Linked DNA regions of Zea mays: region 2 is linked to region 1. Evidence: chromatin contacts called from public Hi-C data. All regions are on one chromosome and are shown on one strand. The core of a region is the stretch at or near the end of the contact, and the rest is flanking DNA. Distances in the headings are between cores, read along the strand shown.

What was found. Hi-C and Micro-C count contacts between places; a contact is called where the count stands out from the background.
Region 2: a Hi-C map of ear shows a contact between it and region 1, with 2.0 times the contacts expected there. The contact joins the promoter of LOC100279002 here to the promoter of LOC100272972 in region 1. A contact is called at or near these places in 2 of 25 Hi-C or Micro-C datasets (ear and leaf).

What each region holds. Positions count from the first base shown.
Region 1 is chr7:82,962,553-82,965,936 of Zm-B73-REFERENCE-NAM-5.0, forward strand. LOC100272972 reads right to left here and starts at 1,735. Exons shown (of 22, transcript NM_001147423.1): 1 at 1,270-1,735. The coding sequence starts at 1,486.
Region 2 is chr7:83,172,013-83,175,396 of Zm-B73-REFERENCE-NAM-5.0, forward strand. LOC100279002 (Phosphoglycerate mutase family protein) reads right to left here and starts at 1,680. Exons shown (of 5, transcript NM_001152078.2): 1 at 1,386-1,680; 2 at 1,072-1,171; 3 at 173-352. The coding sequence starts at 1,653.

The DNA.
Region 1 (3,384 bases), core at 485-2,984:
ACAAAAGGAAGTGGTGACATGAATTTCAGGTTTATAGCTAACAATTCAAACGAGGCAAAGTTAGAAATAAGTATTGCCAAAAGAGGTCATTTCAAGTTGAAATTCAGTGGTTATTATTTTTTCAGGGCGCAGTAAGATTTGAACCATGTGAGAGGATTTGGAAAACTTGGGCGCCAGGCGAATACCTCTTCTTTATGTGGTTGGTCACACATAATAGGTGCTGGATAGCCAATAGGCTAGCACGGCATGGTCTTGATCATCCAACTCAGTGTCCTTATTGTTATTAGGACTCGGTAACTATCAACCGTCTTCTGGTGTTGCATGAGATTTTTTGTACAGATTGCTGCAAAGGATTGGTAGGCAAAGTATTGCAAGTGCTGCTGGGCCAGAACAAACGAGGTCTGTGGATGGTTTGGCAATAAAAAGCTTGAACTCTATCATCATCTTGGGAGCTTGGACACTTTGGAACCATAACTCCATAAGAATCATTGTGTGTTTGATGGAGCTTTGCCTAATCTAGCCCAGGGCCCTGGGCTTCAACTCTTTCCTTAGAGGACATGAGCTTGTGGTATATTGCAGGCGCCAGGAATATTTCTTACTTAGCTGGCCTGCTGCCTATGTGAGACTAAGCCAAGGTCGCCTTTTATTATAGCAAGGGCGAGCATCTAGGTTAGCTTCTTTGGTGTGAGTTTGGGGTGTTTGTAAGGGGTCTTTCCCTTTTTTCTTATTATAAATGATAAGCAGCTCTCCTACATGTTGGAGAAAAAAGTATTGACCAAAAGAGGCCAATTCGAGTTCAAACCAGCAGCAGAGTGTCAAGGAAACTAGAGGTGCTTGCTTGAAAAAAAAAGGTTGAGACTAGAGATGTCAAGGAGGCTAGGGCCTACCTATGGGTGATTGCTTGAAAAAAAAAGTGGATACTAGAGATGTGAAACTGAATGTAGGCATTGCATCCTGAGGGATACAGGACACTGACTTAAAAGCTCTTCCGACAGGCGCTGATGAATTAGTCAAGGTGACAAGGAACAAAAGTACCGATGAAGTAACCATTATGTTTTTTGATAGGTTTTACGTCGTGAATACGCTCCAATTCTGTAAGAAACTCGATGAAAGCATATTTATGAACTTGAGAACTAAGATTTATTTGTAGCATCTAAAACCATCGTCCTAAATGAATCGTCTATAGTGTACCAGAGTGAGTAGCCACTATGCCTAACATTTCAGTCTCGGGGAGGTAAGGCATGGTGCGCAGGGCAGGCGCATACGTACCAATTAGAAGCGAGGCGCTGGCCTCGGGGAGGTAGTAGAAGCGGTGGCGGCGCAGGACGTGGCCGAGGACGAACGAGAGCACGAGCATGGAGATCTGCAGTAGAATCCCCACGCCGGCCACTTGCTGCTCCTTCCCGGGTGGGGCGAGGGGCGGCGGCTGCGCCAAGCCGCCGCCCGCCGGCGGCGAAGCCGAGGCCAGGCTCAGCTCCAGCGCCATCTCCCCCACCGGCGGCGCTGGAACCTCCCTAGTCTCGTTCGGGATTAGGCGGAGCGGAGGTTCTAGAAAGAACGACGAGGCGAAGAATCGGAGGTAGCACGGGTTGGTTCGCGGACGGCTCGGGAGAGAACAAGGGAGCGACGCCGCGGCGGGACGGAATGCGGGGGGCCTTGGTGCCGCGGTGGGCCCGCGATTCCTCGATGCGAAGGGAGGATGCGTACAAGGCCGGTGCTTCGTGCTAGATGTTGCTGTCTGCTCGACTTGCCTTCGTGCCTGTCATGTTGGAACTTGGAACCAACCAGAAAAAGTCATCGGTCCAGAAGAACGGGCTGGAAATTTGATGTCGTTTTGTTCCTTGCGCCTTTGTACAGGAAGAAGAACAAAAAGGTCAACTAAGACATTGCTTAGACCATGTTCGACCGTTTATCCATATAATCAACTAAAATATTATTCTGTATTGAACATTATACTATTTGAATAGTGAATTTTGAATATTGATATAGCGATTGATAAGTTGTCGTAGATAGATTTAGAGCAAGTATAATAAGTTAATGTAAATGGACGATAAAAGATGTCACATCATTTATATTCTGGCTCTTTGTGTGTTGGCTGCCAGGTGACCCAAGCAGGTTCCCACATCGACATCCTCCTATGCTATTTGTCTTCATAATGCATTCAACACAATGATTACGTGAGTGCAGTGTCTAAGAATCTTGCTTCTGCTGTGTTGTCCATGCTATTTTACACATAATGTTAATTTTGTTCATTTCGAAACATGTGTGTCTAATGTGTTGTATTAAGTATGTTTGTTGCGTCAATGCTCCTTCGTGTAATATGTGAAACTTTCTTATTAAATCATTTGCATTCCATTTTTAGGAGGTCCGGCAATTTAGACACAAGGCTTGTCCAATCTAAGAGGACCTCCGCATTCTGAAGGTGATGTGAAAATTTGTCATGACTTTGTTTTTTCTTTTTTGTATTTGTGCTTGCAGAATGCTTATCGTGCCCTTTGTTGTGTTTGTTGTACCTGCATATGCATTTCCTTGCAAGCCTCTTTTTTCCTTCACCTTGATACAATTTGTTCTGCCTTTTAATTTATGTTGGGCTTATCTTTATTTTTCCAAATACATCTTTTTCAGTTTCTTATGAATATTTTAATTGTGTGTGAACTATAGACTTTCGTTGGGCAGTTCAGATTTCATTAACTTCTATATATCTGCTTAGAAATTTGTTGCTTGATTAAGGTACCTTTAGTTATGCCTTCCTTTATGTCTTCCTAACACCTGCTATTATTCTTTTATGTTGGTGGTGGTATTATAAGTTTCTTCTTTTAAGTGTTGCATGATTTACTTTTTCGCATTGTTCATTGTTGTTGATGCATTTTTTCAATGTTGTACCTTATCAACATTATAATAATGCATCCTCTTCTTTCCAATTATTGTGCTCTTCTTTTTACTGAGGTATAAAAAAGTGGGCAGAGGTAGATACAAAAACTAAATAAGGCACCAAAGAAATATACTTCTCTTATATATAAGGTTTCCAACGAATACTTTTTCTGGAGTGCAGACTATGGACAATGAGGATCACACACCCTCTAAGAAAATCTATGATACGATTCAACAATCATCATAGAAACCACTTTGTCGCAGAAGCATATGTACTATTAATGTGCATAAGATTGATGGACTTGCGCGTCAAAATCAAGATTCAAAAATCATCATTAGAAACCACTTTGTCGCAGAAGCATATGTACTATTACTGTGCATACGATTGATGGACTTGCGCGTCAAAATCGAAAGTGGGCACAAATTGGTAATTTTGTACCTTTCTATTGTACACTCAAGAAGCTTAGTTCAAGTTGTAGTCCGGACGACTACAATGCTAACAAAACACCATGA
Region 2 (3,384 bases), core at 430-2,929, 210 kb after region 1:
TCCCGCAATGAGATACGAATATCAGATCTTAAGGGAAAATGATACGAAGTTAAAGCATCCAACAACAGTAGCAACAATAAAGCCTTTTAGTTCCAAGCAAGCTGGGTAGGCTAGAAGTCAAAGCATCCATTGAAAACAAATGGTAATCAACAAAAGTTTGTGGAAGACTCACATCACAGTTAAGATCTCATCACTCGAATATTCACAAATCGCCTTTTGCAAATGCTCTGCAGTTTGGCCATCCATTGCCGCAATTGAGTAGAAACTTGGGATAAAGTGCACTACTGCTTCAGACAATCCATGGACATGCTCTTGCAGAATCTTAAGAGTCTCCTTTGTGCGCATTGCATCACTGTGTTGAAGGAGAGTTATTATCAACAATAACATGAATGGCACATTCTATTGCTATGCATATTAATTGACCAAACCAAACGATTATTTAATCATCTTCATTCTCCAGATAAACAAATTTTAAATAAATAGGTCAGAATCTGCAAACAAAGTTTGGCTCGAGAAAGAAATAACATGACCAGAATAAAAAGATGGTATTGTAATAGAGGTATTGAATTCTATACGTGTCCATTCTCTTAAAAGCACCAGTTGCAATTGTGGCCAGAAAGGCAAGATGATGAGTAATAGAATAGATAGCCTTTGCAAGGTCATTCCCCTTAAACAAGGCCCACAAAAGGAATCGAAGCAATATATATTTGACGAAACATAAACATAGGAACACCAACCTATACGTATTCAAATGCAGGATCTACATCAAACCGTTCCCAGGAAAATAAAGAGAGAAAGAACAACAAAACAAATGAAGCAGAAGGTGGTAATAATACGACATAAAAACTGAATCAATAAAGACACACTATAATTTTCAGCAAAGAAACATTAGAAAACTGAACAGATACAACAGAATTTGCACAAACTTAATGAAACAAAAAAAATACAAACCGATTCAATTAGGTAACAGAGACTAATTGCGCCATGAAGCTTTCATAATTTATATTGGTATATGGTATAACCCACGATAATTGATTCACTGTCTTCCATAAATTGGAACTTGAAACACACCTGCAGAGAATAAGCTCGGGTACCCATCCCATCTGTTGGAGTTTATTAGAGACGCTGATTGCGTCAGCTCTCCCAGCCTTGCTTAGAGGTCTGTCATGATCTGACATCAGGACACATATTAAACGCTGCTTTTCAAAAAAGAAATGCAGAGGGCCAACCAAAAAGGATAACGCATTTGGGTCAGACTACAACAGCACTATACCACTACATTCAATTAGTCTAAAACCCACTGCTAGAGGCAACAGGTACAACATGATAGCGGAAGCTAGCTAGCGTGTAGAAACGGCATACAAGACGCCGCCGTTTAAACATACCTCTGGTGAAGCGGCCCCCGGTGGCGCTGTCCCCGTGACGGAGGAGGATGAGGCGACGGCACGGCGTTGCGGAGGGGGCGCCTGCGACAGCCGGCTCCCCGGCGACCGCCAGCAAATCGACGGAGACAGAGCGGACGACTGCCGGAGGCGGGCAGCAGGCGGCTGGCGTGCGGGAGGAGGAGAGGAGGCGGCGCGGGGCCGAGGAGGGAGGCGAGGAGCAGCGGGAGAGCAGCGCGGGAATAGGAGCAGCTGGAGCTGGAGCTCTCATCTTCCGGTGGATGTGGGTTGGGTTGCTGACATGGGAAAGTGAGGGAGGCAGAAAGGATAGGTGACGTTGCTCGCCCTAGATTATGCTAATTTTCTCTTTTATTTTGAACTGAATTGGCTCGTGCACTCTACATATCACAATTCAGTATGGTATGTTGCTAAATGAGAAAAAAAAATAATAGGAGCTCCGCTACTTCGTACAGAAATTATAGAGAAACCATACGGTTTAGATTGAGGAATATCTATGCGTTGGCGTTTAACCAAACACTAAGGGCCCATTTGGCACAGCTCCAGCTCCTGATTCTAAGCGAGGATCTGGAGGAGCCGTGCCAAACGGGTATTTTTTTAAACTGATTCTCGTGTGGAGCTGAAAGATTAGGAGTCGTTTTTGTGAAGAAAGGTGGGATCTAAAAAAACCCGCTCCACCCTCCCTTAAAACAGCTCCTCAACCAACCAAATATGGACCTCCCCTTAAAGTTTGATCGAAATTACCCGCAATTGCCATTGGACAAAAATATAACGAGCCAATTTATGGATTAAACATTTAAGACCATTTTATGCACTACTATGATGGGAATATTTTATATGTTATTGTTTCATAATTTTTTTCCGTATATGCATCATACTTATTGATTTGTAACAAAGTTGAACTGCAAAGGGTAAAACAGACAATCGCCACAGACCACCAACTCTCAGCGGACAAGAATCAGTTTACTTGCCAAACGGTTTTAAAAATGATTCTGATTCTCTAGGAGAATCAGGAGGATCAGCTCCTCACGAGGATCAAGATCTGGAGCTAAAGAAGCAGGAGCTGGAGCTTTGCCAAACGGGCCCTAATATTCCTAGATCCCACTCAGGCCTTGTTCGGTTACGTCTGAATTGGAGAAGATTAAGGCCTAGTTTTAGTACTCTATTATTGACCTCAATCTATGTATTGAGGTGGATTGTGGTGTAACTTAAACTAATTTACACCACAATTCACCACAACACATGTGGATTGGGGCCAATACTAAAGTACTCAAACAAAGCATGGGCCCGTTCGTTTGTTACGGTTTGAAAACAGACGTGTTTTTATTCCTGACCAAAATAGAGTGGATCCACATGGTTCACTCAAACCTGGTGAAATTGTGCTATAGTGACCAGGATTCTATCATGAGGAGAAAAGGTTTTGTTCCGAGCCATGGAGGGAGGGGAAAGTTCAAACCGGGCCTGTTTTGCTTCCAATTCAGGCCTAAATGAACGGTTGAAATGGCCCAACCGAATTCCAAACCGGACCAATTTATTTCACCTAGAAGGAGCCTGGAAACAGGCCAATCCGGTCGATACGAATGGGCCCTAAGGAGGGTTAAATCTCCTTCTATTCAATTTTGATTATGGAGAGATTTAATCCCCTCCAATCCCCTTCGATCCAGACGCAAACGAACAAACCCATGGGGAATGAGACCTAGGGGGATCTCTTTACAACGGAACTCCTTTTGCAATGGAACTCCACCTCTATGTTATCATTATTCAAAAGCCAAATAACAATGAACCCTAGGTCCTTCATGTGAGGTGCAAGACCTTGGGTTCGGCTCTTCGAGGTGCCAGAAGGTTTGTGATAGGTCACCGCATCGTTCGCGGTAGGGCAACAGACGGTTCGCGTGGCACAAAGAGCTTTCAGGTGAATTTGAATTTCGCTCCTCGGGAGGGACCTTGGTTTGTCTTGGGATCGGCATGCCACCCAAGACACCTT